Regions from separate parts of the Pan troglodytes genome. Here region 2 is linked to region 1. The links are chromatin contacts, called in public Hi-C maps. All regions are on one chromosome and are shown on one strand. The core of a region is the stretch at or near the end of the contact, and the rest is flanking DNA. Distances in the headings are between cores, read along the strand shown. Region 1 overlaps TIMM44 (translocase of inner mitochondrial membrane 44). Region 2 overlaps CERS4 (ceramide synthase 4).

What was found. Hi-C and Micro-C count contacts between places; a contact is called where the count stands out from the background.
Region 2: a Hi-C map of stem cell-derived neural progenitor cells shows a contact between it and region 1, with 5 times the contacts expected there. The contact joins two enhancer-like sites. A contact is called at or near these places in 1 of 7 Hi-C or Micro-C datasets (stem cell-derived neural progenitor cells) and 1 of 1 datasets of contacts at active chromatin or transcription factors (stem cell-derived excitatory neurons).

The regions. Positions count from the first base shown.
Region 1 is chr20:10,341,193-10,347,396 of NHGRI_mPanTro3-v2.0_pri, forward strand. TIMM44 (translocase of inner mitochondrial membrane 44) reads right to left here. Exons shown (of 13, transcript NM_001280516.1): 10 at 5,904-5,954; 11 at 2,849-2,938; 12 at 2,429-2,539; 13 at 1,492-2,079. The coding sequence ends at 1,960. CTXN1 (cortexin 1) reads right to left here and starts at 312. Exons shown (of 1, transcript XM_001156296.7): 1 at 1-312. The coding sequence starts at 312. The coding sequence ends at 64. Within about 2 kb of position 4,264, at least 5 of the 24 cell types and tissues checked have an H3K27ac peak or open chromatin away from gene starts, as enhancers often do. A contact at or near this core is called in stem cell-derived neural progenitor cells, where this site is marked.
Region 2 is chr20:10,665,708-10,672,460 of NHGRI_mPanTro3-v2.0_pri, forward strand. CERS4 (ceramide synthase 4) reads left to right here. Exons shown (of 12, transcript XM_016934918.4): 4 at 2,672-2,789; 5 at 3,845-3,963; 6 at 4,060-4,117; 7 at 4,476-4,526; 8 at 4,879-4,971; 9 at 5,210-5,338; 10 at 6,137-6,243. Among named protein-coding and RNA genes, the nearest start is that of CD320, 42 kb to the right of the region's middle. Within about 2 kb of position 1,369, at least 4 of the 24 cell types and tissues checked have an H3K27ac peak or open chromatin away from gene starts, as enhancers often do. A contact at or near this core is called in stem cell-derived neural progenitor cells, where this site is marked.

The DNA.
Region 1 (6,204 bases), core at 3,014-5,513:
CGCCCCCCGCCGGGCCGGCCCTCTGAGACCCCGCGCAGGGCCGGCTAGGGGGCGCCGCGCCCCTCACACCAACGCGTAGTCGAACTGCCCGCGCTCGAGCGCCTCCTTGTGGTCGGTCCAGGACGAGGCGGGCATGCGGCTGTAGGGGTCGAGCAGGATGCGCACGCAGCGCACCATCAACAGCACCAGCACCACGAGCAGGCAGAGCACGAAGGCGAACACCGTGCGCTGCTCCGCGTCCAGGCCCGCGCCCACCGGGGGCCCCGTCGACGGCGGCAGGGGCTCCGGCGACAGCGTCCACGTCGCGCTCATGGCTCACATCGCCGCGCGCCCTGCGGAGGAGGGGACCCGCCCCGGGCGCCGGGGATGAGGCTGCGCCCTCCCTCCCGCGCCTCCTCCGCTTCGCCCCCTCCTGCCGCCGCCGCCGCCGCCCCCCTTAACGTGCCCGGCCCCATCCCCCGCCCGCGCCTCGGTCCCCGGGCTACGCCCATGCCCGGCCCGCCGGATCGCCGCCACCACCACGCGGGGACCCAACTCTGGCCGTGCGCGCAGGTGGGGGCGCTGAGAGCCGGGAAACGGAGCCGCGCCCGGCCTGGGCCGCACACAACAGGTGCGAAAGCGCGGCCGCGGCCCGGGCGCGCGGCGTGGGGACGGTCCCCGCGGCCCCTGCCCCCGCTCCCTTTGTTCTCGGCGGCCTGGGACCCCCTCCCCCACCGCCCCCGCCCCGGCGCGCCCCTCACCCTGGCTTCGACCCGGACGGGGACCGACCGCCCGGCGGCCGCGCTCTCTCCGGGACCCGCGCCGGCTCCGCGTTCGGCCTCTCCCCGGCGGCGGCGGCGGCGGCCCGGGCTCCGGCTCAGCCCACCCCACCCGCCCCTGGAGCGGCGGAGACCGAGGCAGGCAACCAGCGCGCGAGCCGGGCCGCCGCGGCTGTTCCTATGGCGACGGGGGCGGGGCCGCCGCGGGGGGCGGGGCTGCAGGGGGCGGAGGCTGCGCAGGGAGCGGCGCGCGAGCCAGCGACCCCGCCCGGGCCTGCGGGAGGACGGAACCCCAGCCCCGAGGACCCGCGAGCACCCACGACCTCGCCGGGGAGTGGGCAGCTGCCACTCCCACCTCCCCTGGCACTTCGGGCCCCCCAGCCTGCCCTGTGCCTGCATTCTCCTCCGCGATAGACCCCACTCGAGACTCCCTGTTTGTGGGGGGACCTCAGTGTCCCTAAAACACTCATATGGGCACTCAAGCTCCCCCGGCCCTGGGGACCTCAATTCTCAGAGAGCTCAGGCAGGTCACTGGGATGAGTAAGTCCCCCTAGTTTTGTCTGTCACTGGCCTCGTCTTCCAACTCAGGGTCCAGCCCTGGGCAAGGCGTCCACCCACTGCGGCTGCAGTTCCTCACTCGACCTTGACCGCCTCCCAGAGCAGCCGCCCGCTCCCACCCCCACCATCGCCTCGGCCACTCCCGCGCCAGAGAAGACACTTCAGACTCCGTAGCTGCTCTTCTGCAATTCGGTGTTTTATTCTTTCCAAATCTCAGGCTTATGCACAAGATGGAAGAGCACTGTTAAAATAAAAAAATGGACCTAAAGTGGCTTGGCTGACGTGGCTAGCGGGTCACTGAGCCGCGGGTCCCGGGTCCCACCCTGCTGTGGGGGGAGTCCCTGGGCCCTGGGGCCTCTTGGCACTGTGTGACCTGTGTGCACCCCAGGTGACCAGGCGCCGGGACCCCTGCAGGGCAGAGCAACAGGGCAGGGGTTGGCCCTGGGGGGAGTGTCTCCAGCTGCCACGCACCCACAACAGCCCGTTGTCCCCTCCCGGGCCAGCTGGTCTTGCAGCCGTCCTGGCAGAGCTGGGGACAGAGCCCGCAGTCTTGTTCCCAGAGGTCTGGAGTTGCCGCAGGTGGTGTTGCGGTGCCTCTGTGCCTGATGACCCAGGCCGGTGCTCCCTGGCTCCGGCACCACACTCAGAGAATCTGCTCGGTGCTGGAGGCCGAGATGTCCAGGAGCCGCCAGGCCACGTAGGGGTTGAGCTCGTCCTGGTCTCGGCAGAGCGCCCACACGTACAGCATCCGCAGCACCTTGTCCTGCAGGGTGGGTTGGGAAGGGCACTGTTGAGAGGGTTGAGGTAACCCAGGCAGCTCTGGGGGGGGCCAGGCTCTGTGGGGCAGGAGCCACCGGCAACTTCCCCAGGGGCTGGGAGCAGAGGCCAGCACAATTGCCTAGACTCAGGAACCACTCAGCCTTGGTAAAAACAGACAGGTCTGCTGGTCTCCGACCTCCCTCAACCCCAAACTCTGGCCCAGAGGTTTCTCCACATCCCCACCCAGTCCCAGAGCTTCAGGGCTCTGAGCTGGGGTCTCTGCCAGGTGGCCACACACAGATCTTGGGGACAGGCGGTGTCATGTGCCTGCCCCATCCCACTCCCTCACTCACCGGGTCGCCCTCCACCACCTCGCCTTTGGGGTTCCTGACCACCATCACCAGCTGTGCCTGGAAGGTGATGATCAGCACCGGCCCCTGCTCCATCATCTTGCCCATGGCCAGCTGCAGAGGGGCCGAGAGGGGGGATGTGCCTCAGAGGACAGCCCGGCTGCTCCCCTGGAGGTGAAACCCCTGCGCCTAGGCCCTGCTGGGAAAAGGCTCCAGCACCAGGCCCAGCACCGGTCCCTCCCCGTGGGCCTTGCCTCTCAGGCCAGGACCAGGCCTCCCTCGAGACCCTCCCCTTGGACAAGCCCAAGACCTCTTGGATCAGCCCATGGCCCCCAGCCCCTGGCAAGGCCACCTCCTGGGCCTTGTCTGGGCCATAGTTCCCACCCCCGATGGTGGCCCGGGCCCCCACTGCGAGGTGCTTACGTCGACGTTGTCAATATCTAGGATGCGAGAATGGAACTGGAGACCCAGTGCCTTGGCCTGCTGGATGGGGTGGGCCAGCTGGCTGTAAGTCTGCAATGAGAGGCCGACACGCCTGCGTGATGCCACCCAGGGCGGGCACCACGCCACACAGAGCTGCTGCCCACACACCCTGGCACCCAGGTGCCCTGCCGCCAGCCAGCAATGGCAGAGGCCAAGAGCCCAGGTCCAAGTGGGGAGGCAGGTGCCACCCACTTACTGGCCCAGATCACACGCTTCCCTCTCCTGGGAACAACACTCTATCCAGATGACCCAATGAAAACAGGATTAATCAGCAAAGTGGGTGATTCTCTTGGAACAAAATCCCAAATCTACTCCCAGGGCTAAGCTGGCGGCCCCTTGGCTGATCTTTAATACTTCCATATTCACCGCACTCTGAATCTTGGCCTGAGATCAAACGCCTCTTCTAGGATCTGTCCTCAGCCTGAGGCTGCCTCTGTCACTGACCAGCCCCCAGTGTCACCCTCAACCCCCTGCGCCTGTGCCAGGCACAGGAAGCAGCCCCCGAGACACGTTTTCGCTGGAGGTTTCTCTGGGCTTGGCATGAAACCATGAGAGAAAAGATGTTCTGATAGCATCTACTTTTTATGGAAATGACTGATCCGCGGAGGGGAGAGAAAAAAAAAAACAGAGCCAATCCTACTTGTTCGGTTTCTTAAAGGTGACATTTTAAAAACACTTCTGTGGACGTGGCTGGAACTTCAGCTGTGTTTCCAGGGCACCAGCAGCTCCCTGGCAAAGCGAGTCAGCTGTGGCGTAATGGTCCCAAGGTAAAAACAAAACAAAAAACCAAAAAAAAAAAAAAAAAAAAATCCACATCGAAACTCATAAATGCCTGCTGGATTAGTCACCATGCAGGGGAGTATTTAAAAAGAAAATCTGACATCTTCTCCTCTGCTTTTTCCAAGTTGTTTATGAGCTGGGTGCAGAATAGAATTAGCCAAGAACGATTCTGGATCGCTTAATACGAAGAAGCCGGGGGAAAGAAACACACAGGTCGGGGAGCGAATAGGGTGAGATGAGGTGGCCTGAGGAGATGAGAGCTGGGAGCCCCACAGGGATGGACTCGGGCAGGGACAGGGAGGCTGCCGGGGATGGGGCAGACAGCTAGACCAGACCCCAGGTACGCGGTGCTGCTGGTGGCCCCCGAACCCCAAGCCTTGACTCTGAGAAGCAGTTGAGGCCTCATCAGGACACAGCTCCTTCCTGGCGTGGGAAGACTATCGATGTTTTGTTTGGATCTATGTTTCAGGATCATGTCATGAGGACAGCTAGAGGCTCCCAGGGCCTGGGGAGGGGCACCCAGTGCCGCAACCCCATCCGTGCCCCATAGGTGGCAGCCCCGGGTCACCGATGAAAGCTCCCCCAACTCTTCCAGGGGCTGTTTGGTTACCAGGGTTACCTCTGTGGGTTCCCTCTGGCCCGGGGCCAGCACTGCCCTGGTTTCTGTGATCACACTTCATTCTCATGACCCGTGGGAGGTGAGCACAGGGACTCTGCTCTGGCCTGGGAAGTGGGGTGGGTGACACCTTCAAACCCCACTTGACTCCCAGCGCCCCCCGTCATGTGGGAGACCCACACTCTCCCTGACCCCCGGCCCCAGCCTGCACCCCAGGCCACTGCAGCCACCTGAAATAGGGCAGTCGGCCCCCAGACACATTTTACTTCATGGCTGCAATCACCTCTCCTGGGACTCTCCTTCCCTAAATTATTATTTCTTTTTTTTTAAGACAGTCTCGCTCTGTTGCCAGGCTGGAGTGCAGTGGTGCAATCTTGGCTCACTGCAACCTCTGCCTCCTGGGTTCAAGCGATTCTCCTGCCTCAGCCTCCCGAGTAGCTGGGATTACAGGCGCCCACCACCAGGCCTGGCTAATTTTTGTATTTTTAGTAGAGACGGGGTTTCACCATGTTGGCCAGACTGGTCTCGAACTCCTGACCTCAGGTGATATGCCCACCTCAGCCTCCCAAAGTGCTGGGATTACAGGCATGAGCCACCGTGCCCGACCTATTATTTCCTTAGTGACAGTGTCTTGATCTGTCACCCAGGCTGGAGTGCTGTGGTGCGATGACTCACTGCAGCCTTGACCTCCTGAGCTCAAGTGATCCTCCCACCTCAGCCTCCCTAATAGCTGCGACAACAGGTGCCTGCCTCCACGCTTGGCTCATTTTTTTTTTTTTTTTTTTTGGAGACAGAATCTTGCTCTGTTGCCCAGGCTGAAGTGCAGTGGCGCGACCTCAGCTCACTGTAACCTCCGCCTCCCGGATTTAAGCAATTCTACTGCCTCAGCCTCCCCAGTAGCTGGGATTACAGACATGCACCAGCATGCCTGGCTAACTTTTTATTTTAGTAGAGATGGGGTTTCACCATGTTGCCCAGGCTGGTCTCGAACTCTTGAGCTCGGGCAATCGCCTGCCTTGGCATCCCAAAGTGCTGGGATTACAGGCATGAGCCACCGCACCCTGCCACTTGGCTCATTTTAAATTTTTTTGTAGAGACGGGATCTTGCTATGTTTCCCAGGCTAGTCTTGAATGCCTGGGCTCAAGCAATCTCCCGCCTTGGGCTGCTGGGATTGAAGGCATAGGCCACCGTGCCCAGACCTAACCAAAATTATTTTAAGATTGGAAGGAAAAACAAGGCCCAGTAAAATTGGCAGCTTTGTGATCTCTCACGGGCCCAGGGGACACCCCCAACCAGCCATCTCTTAGATACCAGCCCAGAGAAGGATTCTCCCTAACAAAGTTTACAGTCTGGGAGCAAAGGACTGGCGGGTGACCCGGTGTCCAGCCTGAGAGCCCAGATGTGTCACATGCTGAGGAATGGAAAGGGGCAGGGGGGGATGTCAGGCTCTCGGAGGGTGAGACATGAGGATTCCCCCACCAGGAGCCCAGGTCCTGACTGTTGGGAGCTACCCCAACGGAGCCACCGAAGTGGAACTTCTCCATGGTGATTTTTTAGGCCTTAAAAAAAAAGAAAAGAAAAAGAAAGGAAGTACTCACAGCTTCATAGCACCAGTCTTTGAGAATGTCAAGCTCTCCAGAAATCATGGCCTAAAAAGGAAGGGAAAATAAGCACCAGAACGAGAGTGGGCTTTTCAGGCAGCAGGCGAGGTCCTGGGAACATTCTCCAGTGGTGCGGGGTGGGGAGTTTCCTCAGACACCCCCGGCTGCCACCTGTGGGGCGCGGGTGGAGCTGTGGCACTGGGTGTCCCTCCCCAGGCCCGTCCCTGCTGGTGTCAGTGCCTGGCTCTGGCCTGGGCACAGGCGGAGGGCAGCCTGCGGGCGACCATCCAGGAGGTAC
Region 2 (6,753 bases), core at 119-2,618, 320 kb after region 1:
CCATCCCAAAGGCATCCCAGGGCCTCTGTGAAGGACAGTGGGGTGGGCGGAGGGTTTTCCAGTTTCAAACGCAGGGGCTTTAGCCCTTTAAAAAAAAAATTTTTTTTTTGAATCTAGGCCAGACGTGGTAGCTGATTCCTGTAATGTCAGCAATTTGGGAGGCTGAGGCGGGTGGATCGCTTGAGTCCAGGAGTTCGAGACCAGACGGCGCAACATGGTGAAACCTCATCTCTATTAAAAAAAAAAAAATACAAAAATTAGGCTGGGTGCAGTGGCTCATGCCTGTAATCCTAGCACTTTGGGAGGCCAAGGCGGGCGGATCATGAGGTCAGGAGTTCAAGACCAGCCCGACCAACATGGTGAAACCCTGTCTCTACTAAAAGTACAAAAAATTAGTTGGGTGTGGTGGCACACGCCTATAGTCCCAGCTACTCAGGAGGTTGAGGCAGGAGAATTGCTTGAACCCAGGAGACAGAGGTTGCAGTGAGCTGAGATCATGCCAGTGCACTCCAGCCTGGGCAACAAGAGCAAAACTCCATCTCAAAAAAAAAAAAAAAAAAGAAAGCCTCATCCCCACCAGTAGCTGGGACTGTAGGCATGCCACCACGCCTGGCTAACTTTTTTTTTTTGAGACAGAGTCTTGCTCTTTCACCTTGGCTGGAGTACAGTGGCATGATCTCAGTTCACTGCAACCTCTACCTCCCAGGTTCAAGCGACTCTCCTACCTCAGCCTCACAAGTAACTGGGATTACAGGCATGTGCCACCACACCTAATTTTTGTATTTTTAATAGAAACGGGGTTTTGCCATGTTGGCCAGACTAGTCTCAAACTCCTGATGTCAGGTGATCCGCCCACCTTGGCCTCCCAAAGTGCTGGGATTACAGGCAAGTGACACCACAACCCAGCTAAATTTTGTATTTTTAGTAGAGACAAGGTCTCACCATGTTGCCCAGGTTGGTCTTGAACTCCTGAGTTCAAGCAATCCTCCCGCCCTCCACCTCCAAAATGAGACTTTAAGAGGCAGGAGGCAGGACCAAAAACCAGAATCCTGAGTTCAAATTTCAGGTCTTTCACCTGCTCACAGTGTCACCTTGGGCATGTCTCTGACCCTCTGAGCCTCAGTTTACCCATTAGGACAATAGGGACTGAGTTAGGGTTAGACGAGCCAGTGTATCACATGGACTTGGCCCCATGCTTAGCAGATAAGCGCTCATTCTCTCCGCATCATGATTTAGTCTGCCATGAGTTCCTTGCTAGGCTGCTCTGAGCCTTTCACCAAATGAGGCATGATGTTAGGAGGGATGGTGGATATAAAATTCGGTCCCCACCTGTGGTGTTGGCGCGCCCTCTTGTGGGCAATGTGGTCATTGACCAGGGTCCCTGATCTCCAAGTCTCTACCCCGGAATGGGGGATGCTGGGAGGAGGGGCTTGGAGCGGGAACAGCCCCAGCCCCTGCCCCTGCCCGTGGGGAGCCCCTAGACTGGCGGGGGGTCAGACCAGGACCCAGGCCACAGTGAGACAGGCAGTAAAGACTCTTGTCCCTGGTTTGGGATTGGGCAAAGGTACCTGGGTACCCCAAGAGTTGGTCTGCACACCCTCACCCTACAGACGAAGGTCCAGCTGCTTTTTTTTTTTTTTTTTTTTTTTGGAGACAGGGTCTTGTTGCTCTGTCACCCAGGCTGGAGTGCAGTGGTGCGATCTTGACTCACTGCCAGCTCCGCCTCCTGGGTTCACACCATTCTCCTGCCTCAGCTCAGCCTCCCAAATAGCTGGGACTACAGGGGCCCGCCACCTCGCCCGGCTAATTTTTTGTACTTTCAGTAGATGCAATCCTGGCTCACTGCAACCTCCACCTCCAGGTTCAAGCAATTCACCTGCCTCAACCTCCCGAGTAGCTGGGATTACAGGTGCACGCCACCACACCCAGATGATTTTGTATTTTCATTAGAGACAGGGTTTCACCATATTGGTCAGGCTGGTCTCGAACTTATGACCTCACGTGATCCGCCCACCTCAGCCCCAAAGTGCTGGGATAACAGGCATGAGTCAGCTGCCTTTCTTAGGTTTGGTCTAACGCAGCAGCCAGGCTACCCCTCCAGGGCCCCAGGGGATGAGGCCAGGAATAAGTGGAAAATCGAGTCCTGCCCCACGAGCCTTTCTGACTGGGCCTCCGAACCCTCTGATCAGATGGAAAAGAAAGACCAAGTCTTAGGCCGGGCGCGGTGGCTCACACCTGTAATCCCAGCACTCTGGGAGGCCGAGGTGGGCGGATCACAAGGTCAGGAAATCAAGACCATCCTGGCTAACACAGTGAAACCCCGTCTCTACTAAAAAATACAAAAAATTAGCCAGGCATAGTGGCGGGCGCCTGTAGTCCCAGCTACTCGGGAGGCTGAGGCAGGAGAATGGCGTGAACCCGGGAGGCGGAGCTTGCAGTGAGCCAAGATCGCGCCACTGCACTCCAGCCTGGGCGACAGAGCAATGCTCTTAAAAAAAAAAAAAAAAAAAAAAGAGTCTTACACACCCTGCCATGTGCCAGCTGTGCTCTCTGAGCCTGTAACTTTGCTCCTCCGAGACTTGGTTTTCCCACCGGCAGCATGTCTGCCCCCACACACTGGCAGTCCCATCTCTTCACCTGGGCTGATAGGCTCTGTCTCCTTTGCACCCAGATTCATTGGCCTGCCCCTGAGCCGGTGGCTGGGTGTGAGGGATCAGACCAGGAGGCAAGTGAAGCCCAACGCCACGCTGGAGAAACACTTCCTCACGGAAGGGCACAGGCCCAAGGAGGTGAGAGCCCCCCATGCCCTCCGACCCGCACTACTGCCCTGGGGGTGGGGCGTGGGGATGGTGTGTGGCCCATTTGTTGGGGCAGGAGAAGCCAAGGTGGCTGCAGGCACCCCTGCAATGCCCCTACTTTCCACTCTTCATCCTCAATTCCCTGGGAAATGGCTCTACCCCCCCAGCCTCCCTGGGAAACGACGCCCCACCCCTCCCAGCGTCCCTGGGACATGGAGCCCCGCCCCTCCTGGTCTCCCTGGGAAATGGGCCCCACCCCTTCCAGGGTCCCTGGGACATGGAGCCCCACCCCTCCAGCCTCCCTGGGAGATGAGGACCCGCCCTTCCCAGCCTCCTTGGGAGATGGGGCCCCTCCCCTCCCAGCCTCCCTGAGCCTTAGTGGGCACAGTTGCACAATGGACAGATTCTAGGAGAGTGAGAGTAGTTGCTTGCTCTCCTATCCTGGGGAGGAATGGAAGGTCTGAGCTGGTAGGGAATGGAGTAACAGAAGCAGCCCTGTGACCCTCCCTCCATTCCCGTCTCTGGTGTGGCTGCCCGCTGGACAGGGTCTGTGCTGTGGAGGCTTGGCTGCGTCCTGAGTGGGGTGGGGAATGGTGAAGACCACATACCCTAGAGGCGACAGGGCAGCTTCTGCAGAGCTAGACGTGACTCCCCCTTTACTTGTCAATTTCCCTCTTCAGGTAGGGCTTGGGGCTGGGGCAAGGTCTCAACTGCCTGTCTAGGTTGGAGGTGAGAACTGACCGTTCTGGAGGGACGCAGGGAAGCCTATCTGCGGGTAGGGGATGCTGCACGCCAGCATCTCTCTTAATCCCATCCCCATCAGCGACCTGCCTGCCCTATGAACAGGATTTGCTTCTCTTAGGGCCCAAGTGTTCTGCAGGGCCCCACGCTGGGACCCCCAACACTGCCCCTCCATATAGACATGGTCACCCTGTAGGCAAGATGTGGGGCTGCAGTGGAGAGGGCAGAGCCAAGTCCTGTCTGGGGACATGGGGGAAGCCACCACAGGGCCTCTGTGACCCTTGTCCCCATCACCCCCTCCCCAGCCCCAGCTGTCTCTCCTGGCCGCCCAGTGTGGCCTCACGCTGTGGCAGACCCAGCGATGGTTCCGGAGACGCCGGAACCAGGATCGACCCCAGCTGACCAAGAAGTTCTGTGAGGCCAGGTAAGTCCAGGATGGGGCTTCTGGGGTGCAGGGAACCGGGGGGCGGGGAGGGGGGGCGGGTGTCTGCTGTTTTCACAGCTCCCTCCCCATCCACAGCTGGAGGTTTCTCTTCTACCTGTCCTCCTTCGTGGGCGGCCTCTCGGTCCTGTACCACGTAAGTATACCGGAGTATAGCTGACTGCTCACCTGCCCCATCCACCTGGCCTAGATCTGGCAGGAGGGGGGTGGTGTGGACTGGTGCAGCCAGAGAGGAAAACATGCAGCTGAGGAGAGAGCGAGCTTGGCAAGATGGTGGTGAATGTTCACTCAACAGGTATTTGGATTTACTATGCACCAAAAGTTGGGGTTCTGCAGTGAATGAGCCCCCCAGTCGAGAGTGAGAAGCAGGAAAAAGCAGGGCTGGGTGAAGGTAGCATCTATGAGACTGTGGAAAGAGAACCAAAGAGACCACAGACCGAGGGTGTGAGGTTGGATTCTCACCTCCGCACAGCCTGACACCCGTTTCCCTGCAGGAGTCATGGCTGTGGGCACCAGTAATGTGCTGGGACAGGTACCCAAACCAGGTGAGTGGCAGAGTGTGTGTGAATGCTTGGAGGGTGAGGGCGATGATCACAGTTGCTGCAGCCATGGGCATGGGACCCGAACCCTGACACTACACTGTCATTCCCCACTGAGTCCCACGCTCTTTGATTCCTCTGGGGAATAGAGAGGGGCCAGAAAACTCCAAGCAGGAGTTTCCACCAAACCACTGCCCTTGATTACCTCCAGGGATGGGGAGCTCACTCATTGGGATTCAAGTATCTCATTGGGATTCAAGTATCCTGGTTTTGAGCGAAGGGAGTGGGCCCCGAGCCATACCCCTGCCCGATTGGAGCCTTCGCTCCCCACAGCTAACCTTGTCCTGTCCTGCTGCAGACTCTGAAGCCATCCCTGTACTGGTGGTACCTCTTGGAGCTGGGTTTCTACCTCTCACTGCTAATCAGGCTGCCCTTTGATGTCAAGCGCAAGGTGAGGCCAAATAAGAGTCTGGAAGACCCAGTCTCTGGACGGGATGCTGGGGTGCTGGGTGGTAGGGCAGCCTTACAACCACACCTTGAGAGCTCCCTGGTGCCTCCTGCAGGAGATATAGAGGACATGGGCCCAGAGGCCACACCAACCCCCTGAAAGGACCCACTTCTTGGCCCATAGGGTGGGGGACCTTCCAGCATCAAGCCTCGTCCCCACTATGACCCACCGTCTACTGCAGGATTTCAAGGAGCAGGTGATACACCACCTCGTGGCGGTCATCCTGATGACCTTTTCCTACAGCGCCAACCTGCTGCGCATTGGCTCTCTGGTGCTGCTGTTACACGATTCCTCCGACTACCTGCTGGAGGTGGGCCCGACCCCTGCCTGACCCTTCCCAGCTGCTGTACCCAGCCCTCCCAGGTGCCCCGGAGATGAGGTCCCATTCCTCCCAACCTTCCTGGGAGATGGAGCCCCGCCCCTCCTGTCTTTCTCGGGTGATGAGGCCCTGCTCCCTCTGTCTTTCAGGCTGATAAGGCCCCACCCCCTCTGTCTTCCTGAGTGATGAAGCCCCACCCTTCTTGGCTTCCTTGGGCGGAGGCCCCCCCCCTTCTCAGCTTCCTTGGGAGATGAGGCCCTGCCCCCCATCTTCCTGGGAGATAAAGCCCTGCCCCTCTCAGCTCCCTCCTTGGAGGATAAAGCTACACACATGTGGACACACACGTATTCACATTTTTTTTTGAGACGGAGTCTCTCTCTCTTGCCCAGGCTAGAGTGCAATGGCACACTCTGCTCACTGCAACCTCTGCCTCCCAGGTTCAAGTAATCTCCTGCCTCAGCTTCCCAAGAAGCTGGGATTACAGGCACTCGCCACCATGCCAGCTAACTTTTGTATTTTTAGTAGAGATGGAGTTTCACCATGTGGGCCAGGCTGGTCTCGAACTCCTGACCTCAGGTGATCTACCTGCCTCAGCCTCCCAAAGTGCTGGGATTACAGGCGTGAGCCACCATGCCCAGCCTACATTCACACTCTTTACCTTTCCTGAAAAGGTAGGTAGTTCCTGGAAACAAGGCCCCACCCCAACTCACCTGGTCCCATCCTATAGCACCTTCTCTTTGAGACCAGGCCCCTGGTCCTGAGCCCATTTCTCCCTGCTGCCCTTTTCAGGCCTGTAAGATGGTCAACTACATGCAGTATCAGCAAGTGTGCGACGCTCTCTTCCTCATCTTCTCCTTTGTCTTCTTCTACACCCGACTGGTCCTCTTTCCCACCCAGTGAGTCAGCCCTCCCATGGGGGTCAGGGAGGTGGGAGGGCGTGTCTGAGATTCCAGGACTGCCTCACCATTGGTACCCTGCCCCAAGGAGCTGGGGATCTTGGCTGGGAGAGTTCCAGGAGGAGGCAGGGAAGGGTGTGCCAGGCACGGCATATGCAAAGGCGCAGAGGTGAGACAGAGAATTATAATTACTCAGCGTGCCTGGACCATGCAGTGGGAGGAGGGGTCAGGGCTGCCAGCGCACCAAAGTCTGCCCAGTAAATATTTGTGGGGGCCTCTCGAGTGTGCTGGTAACACAGCAGAGGCCACAGTTCAAAGATCCCGGCCCTTGTGAGCAGACATTGCATGGGTGGGAGCAGATGGTAAATGAGGCAGCCACGTGAACTACACAGCATGTGAAGGAGAGATTTACTAACAAGAAAATAAATTTGAGGGGCCGGGCGTGGTAGCTCATGCCTGTAATCCCAGCACTTTGGGAGGCTGAGGCGGGCGGGTCACTTGAGGTCAGGA